2 separate regions of the Sus scrofa genome follow, and region 2 is linked to region 1. Evidence: chromatin contacts called from public Hi-C data. All regions are on one chromosome and are shown on one strand. Each heading gives the region's core, a stretch centred on a gene start, on an enhancer-like site or on the middle of the called end of the contact. The rest is flanking DNA. Distances are from core to core; before and after follow the strand shown. Region 1 holds the start of COX6B (COX6B protein). Region 2 overlaps PROSER3 (proline and serine-rich protein 3).

The links. Hi-C and Micro-C count contacts between places; a contact is called where the count stands out from the background.
Region 2: a Hi-C map of liver shows a contact between it and region 1, with 2.5 times the contacts expected there. The contact joins the enhancer-like site here to the promoter of COX6B in region 1. A contact is called at or near these places in 3 of 47 Hi-C or Micro-C datasets (embryonic fibroblasts, epiblast stem cells and liver) and 2 of 2 datasets of contacts at active chromatin or transcription factors (alveolar macrophages and skeletal muscle).

What each region holds. Positions count from the first base shown.
Region 1 is chr6:45,090,344-45,096,416 of Sscrofa11.1, forward strand. COX6B (COX6B protein) reads left to right here and starts at 1,589. Exons shown (of 4, transcript NM_001097497.2): 1 at 1,589-1,640; 2 at 3,311-3,486; 3 at 5,324-5,424. The coding sequence starts at 3,381.
Region 2 is chr6:45,192,932-45,199,099 of Sscrofa11.1, forward strand. PROSER3 (proline and serine-rich protein 3) reads left to right here. Exons shown (of 12, transcript XM_021097124.1): 8 at 324-499; 9 at 614-1,601; 10 at 1,697-1,778; 11 at 1,937-2,036; 12 at 2,038-2,121. The coding sequence ends at 2,079. ARHGAP33 (rho GTPase-activating protein 33) reads left to right here and starts at 5,726. Exons shown (of 21, transcript XM_021097107.1): 1 at 5,726-6,168. Within about 2 kb of position 1,485, at least 56 of the 83 cell types and tissues checked have an H3K27ac peak or open chromatin away from gene starts, as enhancers often do. A contact at or near this core is called in alveolar macrophages, embryonic fibroblasts, epiblast stem cells and 2 more, where this site is marked.

The DNA.
Region 1 (6,073 bases), core at 339-2,838:
TAATCAAAGGCCTGGAGGTAGGCCTCACATCACTATTCAAAGACCAAAAATATCAATGTGACGGAGTCCCGTCATGGCTCAGTGGTTAACGAATCCAACTAGGAACCATGAGATTGCGGATTCAATCCCTGGCCTCGCTCAGTGCATTAAGGATCTGGTGTTGCTGTGAGCTGTGGTGTAGGTCACAGATGCGGCTCAGATCCCACATTGCTGTGGCTCTGGCGTAGGCTGGTGGCTACAGCTCCGATTAGACCCCTAGCCTGGGAACCTCCATATGCTGTGGGAGCGGCCCAAGAAATGGCAAGAAGACAAAAAAAAAAACAAAAAAAGTATATATTTATATATATATATCTCAACGTGGCTGGAGGGAGGACCATGGGTCAGTTCACAAAGGATCTGCGGACAACTATAAATATAATAAAATTCATTGAATTAAAAAAAAAAAGGATCTGTGAACCATATTAAGGAGCCTGGACTTTGTTAGAGGGTTTGGGGGGGGGGTTAAACAAAGAAATTTGGGCTTTAGGAAGATCTCATTGAAAGGGATGAATGCAGGCATGTAAACAAATAATTACAATCCTGATGAACACAGAATGCAGGAGGCCCCCAATCCAGTTAAGCCTGACACTGCCAAGTATTTTATTGGGTGGCTACTTGCTCTCCGTCCCCCATGCAGTTAGGATGGTGTAGGCCTGGTACGCAGCCTCCAAAACATAATGTGCCTTCTAAGGTTTGGGGAAACATGATAATAAGCAGGAAGATGGAGTCTGGGCATTCCTCATATAGGGATGAACGACCCTGGGAGAAAGAATGGCTTGTTTTTAATTCCTTAAGAATGATTTGTTTGCAATCCCCAGTAATTGAATTTCCAATTGGAAGTTCCAATTTTCTTTTCTTTTTTGCTTTTTAGGGCCGCACTGGTGGCATATGGAGATTCCTAGGCTAGAGGTCCAATTGGAGTTGCAACCGCCGTCCTAGCCACAGCCATAGCAACGCAGGATCCAAGCGTTGTCTGTGACCTACACCACAGCTCACCGCAACGCTGGATCCTCAACCCACTGAGCAAGGCCAGGGATCGAATCCGCAACCCCATGGTTCCTAGCTGGATTTTTTTCCTCTGTGCCATAACGGGAACTCCTGGAAATTCCAATTTTCCAATTGACCCAGTAATAATCATAACGAGAATAGGGATTTTTGTGTTTTCTTCAGCTATGCGTCCCAACACTTAATAGAAATATTTGGCACAGAGTAAACGTTCAATAAATGATTATTGCATGAATAAGAGTATTTCCGTTGGGATAGTTTCTCCACAGGGGGACTCTCCCTCCAGGACAGGACCCTGAGCCCTTCTCTCTCGGTAAGGACGGGGAGGAGACGAGACTGCGCCCACGGCTTGGAACCGCTTCAGCTCACGATTGGGCTGGGAGTGAGGACGAACAGGCATTCGGACCAATAGAAGGTCGGAGTTCTCTTGCATGGGCGTGGCCTAAGTGCTTCTGGACCAGCCCAGCCCCGCGGAAGACTCCCTTGTACCGCGTCTCGTCCCGCTTCCGGCCGGTCTTTATTCCGCTTCCGGTCCGACGCCGGCGTCTTTGCTGAGGGTCACATTGAGCTTCCAGCGGTTTCAGGCGCGACTCTAGGTGAGTGTCGAGGCCTCGGGGGCCTGGAATCCCAGCCTGGGGACTCAAGAGTCCGACCCTTGCTTCCCAGGGAATGAGATGAGGTTTCCGGCCGACGGCAGCAGGCCTCCCGGGCCCGGGGGGGTCTCTTCAAGTTAATAGTCGTAGCTAACGATTATTTAGTTTTTCCTCAATGCCTGGAACATTCCAGGCGACTTACATTGATTCATTTAATCCTCCCTCCAGCTCTATGAGGTAGGGCCTGTGATTATCCCTTTTTGACAGGGAGGCAACCGCAGTTCAGACAGTAAGCGGTTTAGCCAGAGGTCAGGATTTGGACCTAGTAGTTTGCACTGCAGGGCTTTTAATCACCAGATGTACCCCCTGTGGTTTGCCTGGGCTGTGGCATGGCTTCTTGGTGTCTGGCGCCTCCACCCCCTTAGACGTTGGAGGGGCCACAGCGGTACTCCCAGTCTACCGCACTCCTGAAATCGGGTGGATCTCGCTTCCAAAATAATTCTTCCGATCGTGTGTGTGTCCCAGCTGCTGGAGTTCCAGATAGCCCCGCTCCCGGAAAGACTCCATTTCGATGGCCCCGATCCCTACCACTACCTTGAGTCGCTTGGATTTAACATCAGTCCACTCACCTCTATGTAATCCCAGGACTTCTCTAATCATCTGGAATAGAGGCAATTTCTTTCAGGTTCCCTGACGAAAACTGTATCACCTCATTAGAAATTCTGTCATAGGTTTTTAACTCTGGGTTCACAGAATCCATAGAATTCAAGGGGTTCTAGTTCTTGAATGGGGGAAATTTTACATCTATATTTTTACTAATCTCTTATTGAAATGTAGCGTTTCCTTCAGTTAGGAGTGGAGGCAGTGGCCATAGTCGTATTAGCATCATTAAAACCACAGGTCATCTTATATCCCATTACAGTTGTAGATGTCACAAAATATCATTTTCATTCCTTTTTTTTAAGGCTGCCCCCAGGGCATATGGAAGTTCCCAAGCTGGGGGGGTGGAATCGGAGCTGCAGCTGCCAGCCTACACCACAGCCATAGCAGCTCAGGATCCTTAACCCACTGAGCAATGCCAGGAATCAAATCCACATCCTCATAGATTCTAGTGGGGTTCGTTACCACTGAGCCACCACGGGGACTCCCTCACTCATGACTATTTCGAAATTGTGTAGTTAAGTCCTCAGCTGCATATAACGGTTTTCTTTGTGATCCTTTGCAACTTCTAAATACATTTAAACATATTCTGAGAAAGGGTTCATTAGATCCCTGGGGAGTTCATGGCAGGGATCAAGATTAAGAACCCCTGCAGTGTAGGTTATGTCAGTGATGGAGTGCAGCTCCACGGCATGTGTGCTCTCTGACCTTGGGATGTCACTTAAACACCCTGTCTCTTTGTGAAACAGTAATAGTAATAGTTCCTGCCTTTTAGAGTGACTGTAGGAATAAAGCATCCTTGCCAATAGTCAGCACTCGGTGAGTGTCAACTAGTGTTATTTTGGGACAGATAAGGCCTGATTTTACCAGAGAGTTGAGCCCCCCACCCCTACCCTGCTGTGACTTCCACACTTTGCGTGTTCTTGCCTGCCTTTCATCTCTGTGTGCATGTTGAAAGGAAGGGGGCCTTGGCCTGGCTTGACTTGGTCACACCCAGCCTGTTCTGCATCCAGCCTCCACTGGGCCTGAGTGGACTGAGAGCCCTACCAGCATCCATTCTCTTTGGCCCCAGGAGTCAGCACTATGGCAGAAGACATCCAGACCAAAATCAAGAACTACCAGACAGCTCCTTTTGACAGCCGCTTCCCCAACCAGAACCAGACCAGGAACTGCTGGCAGAACTACCTGGGTGAGCAGGACATGGGTTGGAGCGGGCGGGGGCAATGTTGACCTTCCCCTGGTCCCACACCTCAAGTCACCTACCTCTTGCCTCCTCCTAGGGGTCCTTCTGCATCCTAGGCCACTTTTATTCTGAACATTCCTACCTTGCAGGGCCCACGCCCCTCCTCACCAGCTGTGTGTTCAAGATCTGGGCCAGTGGCACAAACTTTGGTTCCCGCAATGATTTTGTGTTTTGTTTTGTAAAAAACAAAAGGTTTTTTTTTTTTTTTTTGGCCATGGCATGCAACAGTTTGACGTGGGATATGGGATCGCAGTTCCCAGACCAGGGTTTAAACCCAGGTTGCAGCAGTGAAGCTCTGAGTCCTAACCACTAGACCACCACGAAGCTCCCCCTCGATGGTGTGTGTGTGTGTGTGTGCGCGCGCGTGCGCGTGTGTGCATGCGTGCATGAAATGTACATACATACAGGAGGAACATAAAACATAATGTACAAGTAAATTAATAAACTCGAATTCCCCCATGAAACTGTAATTTGGAAGAAACCTAGATGCTGCCAGCACTCAGAGCTTCCCTGCCTACTGCACTCCCTGTCTTGAAAATAGCGCTCTACCTCCCCACTGAGAGGGCGATCACATTTTGGTTTTATCACCGCTTTTGTCTCTTTGTGAATGTTATAAATACTGTGTGTATTCCTTTGTGTTTGGATTTCTTCAACAGTTTTCAAGATTCATTGATGCTGTGGCATGTATTTTGCTTGCTCTCTCTCTCTCTTTTTTTTTTTTTTTTTTTTTAAGGGCCACCCATGTATATGGAAGCTCAGCCAGGGGTTGAATTGAAGCCACAGCCACAGCAACATGGAATCCAAGCTGCATCTGGGACCTACACTGCAGTTCATGGCAATGCCAAATCCTTAACCCATTGATCAGGGCATCGAACCTGCATCCTCATGAATACTAGTCAGGTTAATTACTGCTGAGCTATAGCAGGAACTCCTATATTTTGCCCATTTTTACTGCTGTACAGTTTTTTGTTTTGTTTTGTCTTTTTGTCTTTTGTTGTTGTTGTTGTTGTTGCTGCTATTTCTTGGGCCGCTCCCGCGGCATATGGAGGTTCCCAGGCTAGGGGTTGAATCGGAGCTGTAGCCACCGGCCTACGCCAGAGCCACAGCAACGCGGGATCCGAGCCGCGTCTGCAACCTACACCACAGCTCACGGCAACGCCGGATCGTTAACCCACTGAGCAAGGGCAGGGACCGAACCCGCAACCTCATGGTTCCTAGTCGGATTCGTTAACCACTGCGCCACGACGGGAACTCCCCTACTGTACAGTTTTATATTTTATTCACAGACACATGGTATCCAGTTTGGGGTTCAAGAATCACGCTTGTATAGACATGCTTATAAATGTAATTTGGTATCCACGTGAATGCTTTTCTCTCTAGGGAGTGTGCCTAGGAGTGTAATACATGGAGTAATTTTTAGATTAATTTTTAGATTAATTTCCTACTGGTTTTAATAAATCAGACCATCCCCCTCATGTCCTCTCTAGGATGCCAGCGTCTCAGCATCAAGCCATTTTTCCCTTTCCTTGCCCCAGTTCTGGACTTGCATAATTTCCACACCTGCCTTTCACGTGGCCCTATCATTCCTGACCCCAGAATTTTCAAATTGAACAGTAGTTCTTTAGCAGCTGCACGTGTAAGGGTATGCTTTCTTTGTGAAACTTGGGGGGTGGGGTGAGGATTGTGCATAACTGGTTGTGAAGTAAAAAGTATTTCTTTGAGTTTTGATCAGAAATGTGTTCCAGCCTTGGTCTAGACTGACCCTGATCCCCTTTCTTCACAGACTTCCACCGCTGTGAGAAAGCAATGACTGCTAAAGGGGGTGACGTCTCCGTGTGCGAATGGTACCGGCGTGTGTACAAGTCTCTCTGCCCCATATCCTGGGTATGTGTCTCCTCCTGGGGCCTTTGGGACACTGGGGTGAGGTCTTAGCAGAGGGGAGTGTGATGACTTGGTGGCAGCTCATCTATGAGAGGCAGAGAGAGGACAAGGCATCACACTGACCATGGACACGGCGGCCTTGTCTTCTTCCTGGAATTGCCTCCCTTTCCTCCTTGCACTGATGCTCAACCAGCCAGGCTCTCAGCCAAGACAACCAGATGTGTCTTGCCCCGGCACTCTACACGGCCCTGTCCCTCTGGAGCTCAGCATCACTATCTTTTGGAATCAATCTTTTTTGGGGCAGGGGGATCCCACCCAAGTCGCTGCAGTGACAGCATAGATCCTTACCCCCACTGAGCTGCAGGAGAACTCTGTCCTTTTTTCATGTGGACATTTCCAAATAAAGTCAAAGTAGAATAAATCAGTGATTCCCCCAAATGTACCCATCATCCAAACTGAATAGTTTCTTTTTTTGTTTTGCTTTTTTTAATTCTTTTTTTTTTTGAATTATGATTACACACTTGAGTTTTTATAGATTCAATGTAATTCATTCAATTATACTTTTTTTTTTTTTGGTCTTTTTAGGGCCGTACCCATGACATATGGACGTTCCCAGGCTAGGAGTCAAATTGGAGCTATAGCCACAGCCACA
Region 2 (6,168 bases), core at 235-2,734, 100 kb after region 1:
GGAGAATGGGTCTTGGTCACTTCTGTACCTGAGGAGCAGGGTACAGAACCGTGCTTCAGAACAGTGCCTGGTACATAGTCGGAGCTCAATAAATAGCTGTTGATGAATGAAGAATTGAATGATGACAGGTTGAGAAGCCCAGGAGTGCTCTCGTCTCTGATTTGCCCATTTCCCCACTTCCTTGTCTCCCGGAGGAGTTGAGACGTTATCGCGAGAGCTTGTCTGAAGAAATTTCCGGGACCATCGAAGGGAATGTGCTAGGCGGCCCTTGCTCTTCACTTCTGGCCCCAGACTTAAACCTCTTCCCTCTCCTTACTCCAAAGCAACCCCAGCACCTGCCCCTGTCCCTGCTTCAGCACCGGTCTCCTCCCGGGCACCCCTGCGGCCAGAAGATGACATTCTGTACCAGTGGCGGCAGCGGCGGAAGTTGGAACAGGCTCGAGGAAGCCAGGGTGATGGGACCTGGGTGCTGCCCGGGACCCCTGCCCTCACCACTACGGTGAGAGGGGGGAGGGTGGCGCCTGAGAGGGATGGAGAGGGATCCTAAGAAAAGTTGGAAAAGGGGAAGTCTGAGGGGGGACTGAAGACCCTCTACCCTTTCTCTCCCTCTCAGGTCCCCGTCCCCATCAGTCGACAGACTTCTGCTCCTACGGAGACCCTTAGTTCGCTAGGAACCCAGCCTAACTGCCTCCCACTTTGGGGCAGTGTGGCTCCGCCTTTTCCCAAAGAGGCCTTTCCTGTGGAGAGGCCTATTATCCCAGGGTTCTCTCCACCCATCTTTTGGGGCCCCAGTCCCCATGGATTTTTCTGGGCACCGCAGCCCGGTCCCTGGGTATCTCTTGGGGCCACTCCTTCCATGCCCCCAGCCTCCACCACTGCGCCTCCAGCCTCTACCTCGGCTCCCCAGGCCTCCACTTCTACGCCTCCAGCCTCAACCCCCACACCCCCTGCCTCCACCTCTGCGCCCCCTGCCGCCCCCCAAGGCCTGCCCACCCCTGCACCGAGTAGCCCCGCCGAGTCCGAGAGGCAGCGCTCCAAGCCTCGGAGAAGCAGAACCCCAAGCCGGGGTTCTGCTGGGCGAGTTAAGGCAGCTGAAGATGGGCCTGGCCCGCAGCTCAAAGGCGCCCTGGGCCAGGTGGTGGCGGCTCGGCTCTTTCCGGACAGCCTGGAGGACACGCCCCCTCGGCCTGAGGGCCCGCCTCCACCCGAGGCTGAAAGTCGGAAAGTCAAGGCCGCACCCTTTCAGTCCAAGGTTACGTCCCCTCGCCCAGAGGTCACAGCCCCGCTCTCTGAATCATGGTGTCCGCAGGCAGAGACCCCGCCGGCTCGGTCTGAGGCCGAGTCTCAGAACGGCAAGGCCATGCTCCCCCTAGCGGGACCAGTGCCGCGGAAGGACAAAGACACTCCCTGGACGGAAGCTGGCCGTTTGCTACCAAAGGTCCCGCCCCCTCCAGCTGAGGAGGCGGCCACTCGGGTCAAGGCCCCGCCCCCTCCACTCAAGGCCGGGCTGCTTGAAGTTGTAGCCACGCCTTCAACTGCTGCTGGCCACGCCTCCTCAGATCTGCTTTCCCAGGCCGCCAGACTTCTAAAGGCTGCAGAAGGTGAGCTGGAGTTCACCGATGTGCGCGCACGAGGCTGCCGGCTGGGGGGATCTAGATGGTGGTCCGGCCCCTGAATCTCGTTCTTCTCCTCCCAGACTCCGACGGCAGCGAGTTCCAAGACGACCCTGTACTGCAGGTGCTAAGGGTTCAAAGGGCGGAGCTTCGGCAACAGAAAAGGTAACCATCACCAGGACTTAAAACACCGGGCCTCTGAATCCTTTCAGACCCCCAGTTGGTGCCCACCTCTCCTGAGCTCCTGTCCCAGAACCGTACACAGCCCCAGAGCTCAATCCTGAGCAAATGCCTCAGCCTCTACTTCCCTGGCTTTTTTCCAGGAAAGTGGACACACAATTATCCCGCCTGCTGGGCCACACAGAAGACCCAGGGTCTTGGTCTCCTCCAGCCAGGTCACCTCCCGGGGTCCCCAGGAATGCGACTGCAGAGAGAAGGAGACTCTGTTGAGGCCAGACAACTTTGAATTGTACAAATTCTATTTTCCTAATAAATTCTTTTTTCAGGTTACTGGTTACCTCTGAGAAAGGAATTGTTCTGGAAAGGTCAAGGGTCATGCTAATTTAGGGAATGGGTCCCCCCCAGCACACACACACATACCCTAGCTCTGCCCAGCCCTACCTCACCCTAGTTTCTGACCAGTGAAACAAAATCTTTTCTGATTTCATCCTTTTTGAGGACAGGATAGGGGTTCTAGGTAAGACTTTGGGCAAGATTGGGACTCACTTTATCTGACTCTTAAGAATGGATCCTCCTGGAGTTCCTGTTGTGACTCAGCGGTAAGGAACCCAACTAGCATCCATGAGGTCACAGGTTGGATCCCTGGCCTTGCTCAGTGGATTAAGGGTCTGGTGTTGTCATTGCCGTGAGCTGTGGTGTAGGTCACAGACTCAGCTTGAATCTGGCATTGCTGTGGCTGTGGTGTAGGCCAGCAGCTGTAGCTCCAATTCGACCCCTAGCCTGGGAACTTCCATATGCTGTACTGTGGTCCTAGAAAGAAAGAAGGAAGGAAGGAAGGAAGGAAGGAAGGATCCTCCTGGAAGTTACCCTGTGGCTCATCAGGTTAAGGATCCTGTGTGGCCCCAGCTGTGGTCTGTTCTATTCATGACCTAGGAACTTCCCCGTGCTGTGAGTGTGGCCAAAAAAAAAAAAAAAAAAAAAAAAAAAGAAGGGATCCTCTTGTCTCAGATGAGACCAGTGGAACTGCCCTCTGGGTATGAAGCTAGTGGGGTCATCAGAATGTAGAACAGTACTTGGGCCTCCGTCCATATCCTGCTTGGGCCAGCAGCAGCAGCAGCAGCATTTGGTGTGCTGACCCCTCCCTCCTTGAAGCACTTCCTTTCCTGGCTTCGAGAACCCCACCCTTCTCCTCACCTCTGGTTGTGCCTCCTCATTGCCCCAACCTGTCACTTCGGTGTGTCCCAGGGCCCTGGCCTTGACTTTTCTATGTATCCTCATTCTTCATGGCTCTAAATCCCATCTTTATTTTCATAGCCCCCAAATTTCTATCTTCTATTTTCTCAGGTTCCTGTATCCTGCTACTTGCACATCAGTGAGCTTAGAGCACACAAAAGGTTCTAAGCAATGTCTCAAACTCCATAGGTCTTCAACTGAGCTCCCAGTCTTCCCCCTAAACCTGCTACTCCCTGGCTTTCCTCCGCTCCATCCTTCTACCTACTCAGGCCAAAAGCCCCATAGCTGTCACTGACGCCTCATTCCCTTACATCCATGGTCAGTTGACCAGCGAGTCTTATCACCTCTACCTTTAAATCTCTCCAGAATTTAACCCCTCCCCTCGCCCCCTTCGACTGCCCCACCCAGTCTAGGCTATCTTCACCTGTCTGGATTATTGAAAAAAGTATTGTTTTCTTGGTGAATTTTTGAACATGTTTCCCATTAAAAAGTAGAGTCTATGTCCCTTCTTGAAACCAGGTATAACTTTGTAATTGCCAGAATGCAAGGGAGGCAATATTGCTTTAACTTTCTAAACTGGATTAGAAAAGGTGATATCATTTCTATCTGGTTTTCTTTCAATCTGTCTGTCTCTCTCTTCTTTTGGAGCCTTGGGATGCCGTATAAAAAGTCCAGTTGCCATGCTGGGTAAGGATTTGGATTACAAAGGTGTACACACTTAGCAAAATTGAAAGAAATTTGTGAATTTCATTGTATGTAAAGTTTACCTCAAAAGAAAAATAAATATTGAGAGTTGCCTTCATGGCTCAGTGGTAATGAACCCGACTAGTATCCATGAGGATGTGGGTTCGATCCCTGGCCCCACTCAATGGGTTAAGGATCCGGCATTGCCATGAGCTGTGGTGTAGGCCACAGACATGGCTTGGATCCTGCATTGCTGGTTGTGTGTATTTAAACCATACATTTATATAAAATCAAGAAGATCTGTTTCAATATAAGGAGGAAAAGATGTTTACAGTAGCAGAATCTGATTTAGCTGGGCAGTGAGCGGGGCCTAGAAGTTTTATTGAGGAAATTACATTTGAGCGGTGCCAGGAATTCATAGTTGACAAAGGGCCATCCTAATGACTATTTCTGGGTTACAAGCCACCCCCAAAACTTAGTGGCATGAAACAGTCATTACATTATGCTCATGGATTCTGTGAGTCAGAAATGTGGATAGGGCTCAGTTGGGGACAGTTTGTCTCTGCCCCATGATGTCTAGGGGTTCAACTGGGAAGAGGAAGGTGGCTTGATAGCTGGGAGTGGACTCTCTGGAGCTTCCTTACTCTCAAGTCTGGCATTAGGGATCAAATGACTCCAAGCTAGACCTATGGCCTGTAGTGCCTACACAAGGTCTCTCCATGTGGCTTAGGTTTCCTCAAGACATGACATGACCACTGCAGGAATTCCCACTGTGGCACAACAAGATTAGTGTTATCTCTGTGGCACCAGGACGCAGGTTCACTCCCCAGTCCGGCACAGTGTGTTAAAGGATCTTGTGTTGCCACTGCTGTGCCATAGGTTACAGCTGTGGCTCGAATCTGATCTCTGGCTCCTGAACTTCATATGCCTGTGGGGTGGCCAAAAAAGAAAAACAAAACAAACAAAAAAATGACTACCCACTTTTCACATGACACCTCAAGGCTCCAGAGCTAGTCATTCCAGTGGTCAAGGAGGAAACCGCTTTGCCTTTCACTACCTAACCTTTGAATCACATAGTGTCCATTCCTATTCATTCCTATTCTCTGTTGACTGAAGTTGTCGTAATCCTGCCCAGATTCAAGGGCAAGGGGAGATAGACTCTACCTTTTCATGAGGGGAGTGTGAAGGAATTTGCAGTCATGTTTAGTGGGGGCCGGGAAATATTCCAGGCAGAGGGAACTCCAAGCATGTGGGAAATCCCTATTATGGAAGTGAGATCAGCAAATTCAACCAATAGGTAGCTGTAATTTGTCCTCTCAGCATTCCCTTTCCCCAATCTCTGCTTAATTTTTTTTATCCATAGCACTTATCACCTAATATTCTATATTTTAAAATTCTTATTTTGTTAATTGTCTTCTCTCACTAGCTTTTTTTTTTTTTTTTTTTTTTTTTGTCTTTTTGCTATTTCTTTGGGCAGCTCCCGTGGCATATGGAGGTTCCCAGGCTAGGGGCCAATCGGAGCTGTAGCTGCCGGCCTATGCCAGAGCCACAGCAACACGGGATCCGAGCCGTGTCTGCGACCTACACCACAGCTCACAGCAACGCCGGATCGTTAACCCACTGAGCAAGGGCAGGGATCGAACCCCCAACCTCATGGTTCCTAGTCGGATTCGTTAACCACTGCGCCACGACGGGAACTCCTCTCACTAGCTTTTGAGCTCCATGTGGGCAAGGTATCTTTTCCCTTGTTTTGGTTACTGTTATATCCACAAATTAAGTGACCAGTTTTTGAATGAATGAGTGGATGGATCAAGAATGTACTTTCTGGGAGTTCCTGTTGTGGCTCAGCAGAAATGAATCTGACTAGTATCCTTTAGGATGCAGGTTCGTCCCTGGCCTCTCTTGGTGTGTTCAGGATTCAGTGTTGTGGTGGGATGTGGTGTAGATTGCAGATGCAGCTTGGATCCCACGTTGCTGTGACTGTGGCGCCAGCAGGTGTGGCTCTGATTTGACTCCTAGCCTAGGAACTTTCATATGCCAAAGGTGGAAAAAAATATATATATACCTTCTGAGGTGAGAGCCTTGTTGAGGACCAATGGAAAGTCCTCTTGGACAGAGCGTTGTTACAGAGTATTTTCTGAACCTCAGTCAATGGGAGAAACCATTGAGACTGGCTTTATGAGTGGTGTGGTCATGTTTGGCATGCTGGCTAAATTTGTTCCTAGGAAAAAGGAGACAAACTAGAGGCCAGCCTGTAAGAAGCGGTAGAGGAGGTAGCAAGGAAAATATCCAGTGGATAGGGGGAGCCTAAGTCGCAGAGTGTCTAGGGTTATGTCCCAGTCAAGTCATCTGAGCCAGTGAAAAACAACCAGGGGCCATCCACGTTCTTAGTGTGTTTTTAGCAGGCGCAGGGGCAGGACTGACCAGTGACTTTGAAGAGCTGCTTAGGGGATAAAGA